2 separate regions of the Sus scrofa genome follow, and region 1 is linked to region 2. Evidence: chromatin contacts called from public HiChIP or PLAC-seq data. All regions are on one chromosome and are shown on one strand. Each heading gives the region's core, a stretch centred on a gene start, on an enhancer-like site or on the middle of the called end of the contact. The rest is flanking DNA. Distances are from core to core; before and after follow the strand shown.

Region 1 (2,915 bases), core at 87-2,586, 120 kb before region 2:
AGCTCTCTCTCAAGCATACCACTTGTCTCAACTGGATTTGAAAATATAGAGGCTTTAGGTGCTAAGAACATAGTAGGCTGCAAACATTGTAGCCCTCATTTAATTTTAATTTCATGACTTGAAAAATGAATACGTTAATAATTTCTTGTGTTCCTCTTAAATCAGGGACATGCAATGGTTTCCACCCACTCAGGTCACTTAACATTATTGCTATTATTATTTTTTTGGCAACATTTCTTGGGCCGCTCCCGTGGTATATGAAGGTTCCCAGGCTAGGGGTCCAATCGGAGCTGTAGCCACCAGCTCCAGGGCCGCAGCAACTCGGGATCGGAGCGCGTCTGCAACCTACACCACAGGTCACGGCAACGCCTGATCCTTAACCCACTGAGCAAGGCCAGGGATGGAACCCACAAGCTCATGGTTCCTAGTCGGATTCCTTAACCACTGCACCACGACGGGAACTCCAGTTCACTTAACATTATTAAGCATTTACTTTGAACTAGGCAGTAAGCCTCAGACCTGTAGACGAAGATGAATACAGGCAGATCTCTACCCTGGAGCTTAGTCTGGGAAGGACAAATGTTATAAGCAGCGGTTGACAGCAAAATCTGTCCAAGCATACTGAAGATGCAAAGTGCTAATGAGGGTAAATAAGAGAGGAATTACTTTGTCTAGTGGAGTCGGGAAAGGCTTCTAGAGCTAACATCTGAACCCGGATTTCTGTGTACTGGGACTTCCACTGTCCATTCACAAGGCAGAAAATCTGGAAAACGCCCTCACTCCTGTAAATTGTATTTGTGTGGGAAGGTCTGTTGACTAGCGATGTTAGGAAACACCGAGATGATGATGGTGGCCAGAGCGCAAGAAATGTGAGAGGGAGTGGTGGGAGACCCAAGTGGAGTCGACCCTGAAGAGCCTCCAGTAGGGTACCCCATCTGGGCAATAACGCTGAAGGGAAAGGAGAGGTTGGGATTGTTTAATATAGTTGGCAACTGATAGAGTCGGATTAATTCGGCCACAGGTTCTCGTGGTCACGAAGATAATTAGTAGGGTAATCTAAGAAGGCCTATGGAGGCCGAGTCACGCGCTGCGAATCGGGACGTGGCGGCCAGACAGCCGCGCCCACACGCCACCGGTAGTAACTGGCCAAGATCCCGCCAACCCCGCAGGGCTGGGAAAAGAGTTGGGCGGGAATCCTGTCCACGCAACTCGGCGCGCTCGCGAGGACGTGGCGCTTTGCAGCCAATCCCGACTACGTGACCGTGGGACCAATGGCTGTCCGGGGGAGCTGTGCGTCAGTGGCGAGTTTGTCGGTGATTGGTCCGGAGGCTGCCGGCGAGGAGGCTAGGGGCGGGGCGAGGAGCCGCTTCCGGTTGGGCGGTGCTTGCGCGGTAGAGCTGAGCCGGTGGGTGAGCGGTGGCTGCGGCATCCCGGGCTGTGGGCGCTAGGACTAGAGGTAAGTACCGCAGTGCACTGCCCCTCGGCCGCTGACTCCTCTTTTTTCGCTTTCTTTTTGTGCTCTGGATCTCGCTCCCGGCGCGGCAGGGCCTCTTTGGCTCAGGGCCCCTGTTTCTGCCAGCTCAGGATTTCGGGGCCTAAGCCTGCTGGCCACTGCCCGGCCCTCGGCGCGCAGTCTATGTCGGAGGCCGCCGCTCGCCTTACCGCTTCCTCTGGGAAGGGGCCTGGGTCTTTGATGAACGACGGCTCCTGGCTTTGCGTCCTGTGGGGCACAGTTTTGTGCTTTACTTGCCCCGTCCGCTGGCCCTGCGCCCCGCTTGTCACTGAGTTCCTCGTCCTAAAGGGTCATTTTTGTTTGCCTCCTGAAGGTCGGAGAGCAGTCACATAGCGTTTTTGTTACACCTCCCTGCCGCTTCCCACGCACTGGTCTGCTTGTGTCCGCCAGCCCCGCCCCAAGGCCACATCCCGAGAGGACCGTGCATCTGCCAAGAATGTTCGCGGACTTTGAGGGTGTAGAAACAGGGGGGAAAGAAAGCATGAAGACACTTCTTGATTTTTTTTTTTTCTTAAACCTCTACAGTTTTAAAGAAAAGATGAATATTTCAAGCTTTCAGGTTTGGCTACATGCTTCAGTCAGCGACAGAAATATTTAAAAGTTTCATTAAGGAATTGTATTTTTACTTTGTTTTGTTGCTTCTAACCCCAGACCCTAGATCTGGTTTTTGGCATGCTGTGTTTATAAATAAACTTAAATTCCCTACAGCTGCCCTGATTAGGAGTTGTGTGATTTGCAGCTCCAAACACTGCTTTTCCATCAAGGCGAAAAGCTCCCTGGCTCTCCTGCTAAAACTTTAGGGCCTTTAGTCTGAAGTCCTAAGTGTATAAAGAAAGTCCCAGAATAGTGTCTTTGGGAATTCAATTGCATTTATTTTCTGGCCTGAACCATAAAGTCAACGTTAATGAATCAGGAATAAGGTTGCTTCTTTTTGTGTAGCTAAGAGGTAGGGAATGGTGGGATTTTTTGATAAATTACTTTTTGCTGTAGAATGGAACTTGATACAAGACAAATGCATGTTTGACCTCATTGAGTAAATTTAGTTAACCAAGTACCAAACGATGGTCGTCAGTGAAGAATTTATATGATATAGTACAAATGAGGGTCCAGAGGAAACCTGTAAATTTTATTTGTGTGGGGAGAGGATGAGTTTGCCTAGGCCTAATCTTGAGATTTACAGTGATTCAAAGATCTCCAATAGGATTCTTTTGAGAATCACAACTAGAAGAAACATGAGCAAAGAAGAATTGAGTATGCTTGAGTGGATAGTACTCAGATACAGCTTTGAAATCAACTCCTAATCATCACTGTTAATATAATCATTTGCTTTTTATTCATCCAGTGTCAAAAGATACTTATGGCATTTTATATACATCGCACCAGTCCTGGGGATCAGTTGATT
Region 2 (3,225 bases), core at 606-3,105:
TCCTGCCCTCAAGACCCCTCCAGGGCCTCTCTTTCTGTATGTCTACCTCCTCCCCCGTGATATTTTTCACTCTCCCCCTCAATCCCAAGGGAGCTCCTTGAGGACAGAAGTCATATTTTATCAGTCTGTGTCCTAAACCTCTTCTTGGCCCCCTCTGATAAATGCTGGTTGAATGAAATCACGAGTGATATATGTGGCACTGTCCCAGCTCCCTACTTGACCTGAAAGACCCTTTGAAGCAGGATCCATTGTCAAGTATTCAACTACTTATGGTCATTAAGGGCCGGCTCTGTCCAGGCTTCTACACCCACCCTCCCTCCCTGCCTTCCCGCCCACTTCTCCCCCAGATGTGAGCGTTTTCCTGCAAGGTTAGCTGGCTCCTGCCTCAGCTTCAGCTGCCCTCCCCGGACTGCAGGATGGCCTCAGGTGCCGAGCATTTAGGGACTTCATCTCACTTAATTCTAACCGCCCTATGAGGCAGTTATCAGTTAACCGCCCTATGAGGCGGTTATCTGAAAAGACCAAGGTCCCGAACATTTCAGGGATGAGTCCCAAATCACAGCTCTGAGCAGCAGGGCTGAGATTCAAACCAGGTGTGCCCAAATCCCCAGCCTACCACACAGTGAACCCCTATCTGCATGTCTCAAGTGCTCTAAACTTGCAAATCACATGCCAGACGCCAGGATGCCTGCTCTTTAAAAGGGCGGGGGAGCAAGCGGACCTTTCTTCAACATGTTCACCGCATAGCGTTCAGGAATGTTACTCCTGACCACCCCAGCCGCATAGGCCAGAAACCTGGAAGCACCCTATCACTCCCCAAACTAGTTCCGTCCATGCTGTCTCTAAACCCCTCTTGACTCCACCTGCTTCTCCACATTCGCCATCACCACCACTACATGGGTTCTGGCCACCACTCTCTCTCCACAATGGTTTCTCCTCTTTTAGTCTGGCCTCGGCACACGGCATGGTCTCCATGCTATCTCTAAAACTTGAACCTGGCCGTTTCATTCTCTTCAACTAAATCCTTCAGGGGTTTCAGCGTAACTTCAGTCGTCCTCAGGGTAACTTCCAGATTCTTTAGCTTTTCTTGAAGGCACTGATGCTCTCTAGCCCTAAGTCTTTGCACGTGCTGTTCCTCTTCCCCAGAACACCCTCTTGCCCTCATTTTTTTTTTCTTTCCTTACAGCTGCACCTGTGGCTTATGGAAGTTCCCAAGCTAGGGGTCAAATCAGAGCCGCAGCTGCCAGCCTACATCACAGCTACACCGGATCCGACCTGCACCTGCGACCTACGCCGCAGTTTGCGGCAACGCCTGATCCTTAACCCTGAGTGAGGTCAGGGATGGAACCCCTATCCTCCCAGAGATTAGTCAGGTTCTTACCCGCTAAGCCACGATGGGTACTCCTTCGTCCTCATTTCTATCCCCTTCATCCTGCTAGCGACCTTCTCTGTGCGCTCCCTCTCCCACAGATTAGTTACACCTGATGTGGGCTTCCACATACTTCTCACGTTTCAGCAAATAACACACTGCTTTGTGAATCCTCTATCGCACTAGAGAGTATCATCAACTTATCCATCCTCTTATTAACTGAATATGTACTAGTTGTTAACCGTCTGCCATAGTTACATAAACAGTCGGTACAAGACTCGGACCTTACCCTCGAGAACGGGAACTGTCTTGTCGGCGTCTCGGCATCTTAACACAGCAAAAGGCTCGACACGTTTGTAGAAGAAGGATCGAACTTGCCTGCGAAACCCGGGGAGGCCGCTCGGACTTCTGGGAACCGTAGGCCTGGGGAACGGCCCTCCCTTTATAGCGCAGGCGTATGCAGATTCGGGCGCCTTTGCTGTTGTTGCGCATGTCCCAGGAGGCGGAGTGGTGGAACTGCGCATGTCTAAAGAGCCGGGGGTGGGGCCGAAGAGGCGGGGCACTGCGAACCCGGAGCTCGGTGACACCCGGCGGTCGCGGCTGGCTGTCTGACTCTGAGGATGGCGGGGAGGGGGAAGCTAATTGCGGTGATCGGAGACGAAGACACGGTGACTGGCTTCCTGCTGGGCGGCATAGGGGAGCTTAACAAAAACCGCCACCCTAATTTCCTGGTGGTGGAGAAGGATACAACCATCAATGAGATCGAAGACACTTTCCGGTACGGTTGCCCGCAAGGCCTGAACGCGACCTTCTGGGGTCTGGTGGGAGTGCGGGGAGAAGGCGGGGGTGTCGCTGGGCGTCCAGACGTTGGCCGAAGTGTCAGATCCCGTCCTCGACGGTCTGGAAAGTCGGTCCACCCACCTATCCGGAGCGAAGGCCTACGCGCCCCAAGTTCCCTTTAGGGGCTTGGTGGGGCCGAGGCTATGTCGGGTCCACAAACTCCCTTCTCACATGACCGTGTGTCAGGAAAGAAGGGGAACAGAGCTCGTGACGGGCGGGCACCACCCTTTGGCCCAACCTGGCCCGCGAGAGCTGGGCGTCCAGTGCACCCAAGCCCCACAAAGGGTCAGTCTCAGATCCTCTGCAGGGGTTCCCCCAGTTCACCCGTAGAGCAGGCTCCGGTCACTGCAAGCAGTCGACTCTTTTGCGAGTTGGCTTCTAAAGGAACCACACATTCAGTGAGTGGACTCGAGCTTTTCTTTGTGTTTTCATCTCCCTTAGAGGCTCTCACAATCGTGATGTAAGGCCATGGTTATTCCCACGTATAAGCGAGAAGACTGAAGCTCAGAGAGGTCAAGGCACATTCTAAAGTCATACGATTCACAAGAGACCTAGTGGGGATTTGAACCCTGTCCCTCCCTTTCTGCCTTTCTTAAGCCAGGTCTACTCTCTGCTTGTGCAGCTCTCCTTGGTCTGCTTTGGAATTTCCCATTGTCCTGAGCCCAGCGGACAGAATATCAGGACTTCTGCTAAGACCTTACACTTCAAATCTTCGTTTCCTGGCCTGGCTTAAGAGCAGTAGCTTTAAAATGTGGGTGCAGGCATGTCCCTTAATCCAGGAGGCATCCTGGTGACTAGAGTGGAGGATGCTTGCCCCCTGTTCTTTCCCACACCCTTTCTTCTAGGGCCCCGGTGCCAAGTCTCTCAGGAACAAACCACTCTTGCCTGTTTCCCCCTAAACAGCCCAGCCCTGAGCCGCTGGCTGAGACTGGTTCCTGTTGCCTGGGGTATGTTAGGCCCTGCGCAGAGAAGCTCATCTCTGCTGATCAGTCCAGTAAAGTGATCCAAGTTGTCAT

What was found. HiChIP or PLAC-seq counts read pairs in DNA pulled down with a chosen protein or histone mark.
Region 1: a contact with region 2 is called in an H3K27ac HiChIP or PLAC-seq map of alveolar macrophages. The contact joins the promoter of CALU here to the promoter of ATP6V1F in region 2. A contact is called at or near these places in 1 of 5 promoter capture datasets (fetal skeletal muscle), 2 of 47 Hi-C or Micro-C datasets (heart right ventricle and liver) and 2 of 2 datasets of contacts at active chromatin or transcription factors (alveolar macrophages and skeletal muscle).

What each region holds. Positions count from the first base shown.
Region 1 is chr18:19,874,225-19,877,139 of Sscrofa11.1, reverse strand. CALU (calumenin) reads left to right here and starts at 1,336. Exons shown (of 7, transcript XM_003484023.4): 1 at 1,336-1,456.
Region 2 is chr18:19,755,336-19,758,560 of Sscrofa11.1, reverse strand. ATP6V1F (V-type proton ATPase subunit F) reads left to right here and starts at 1,855. Exons shown (of 2, transcript XM_003134698.3): 1 at 1,855-2,147. The coding sequence starts at 1,990.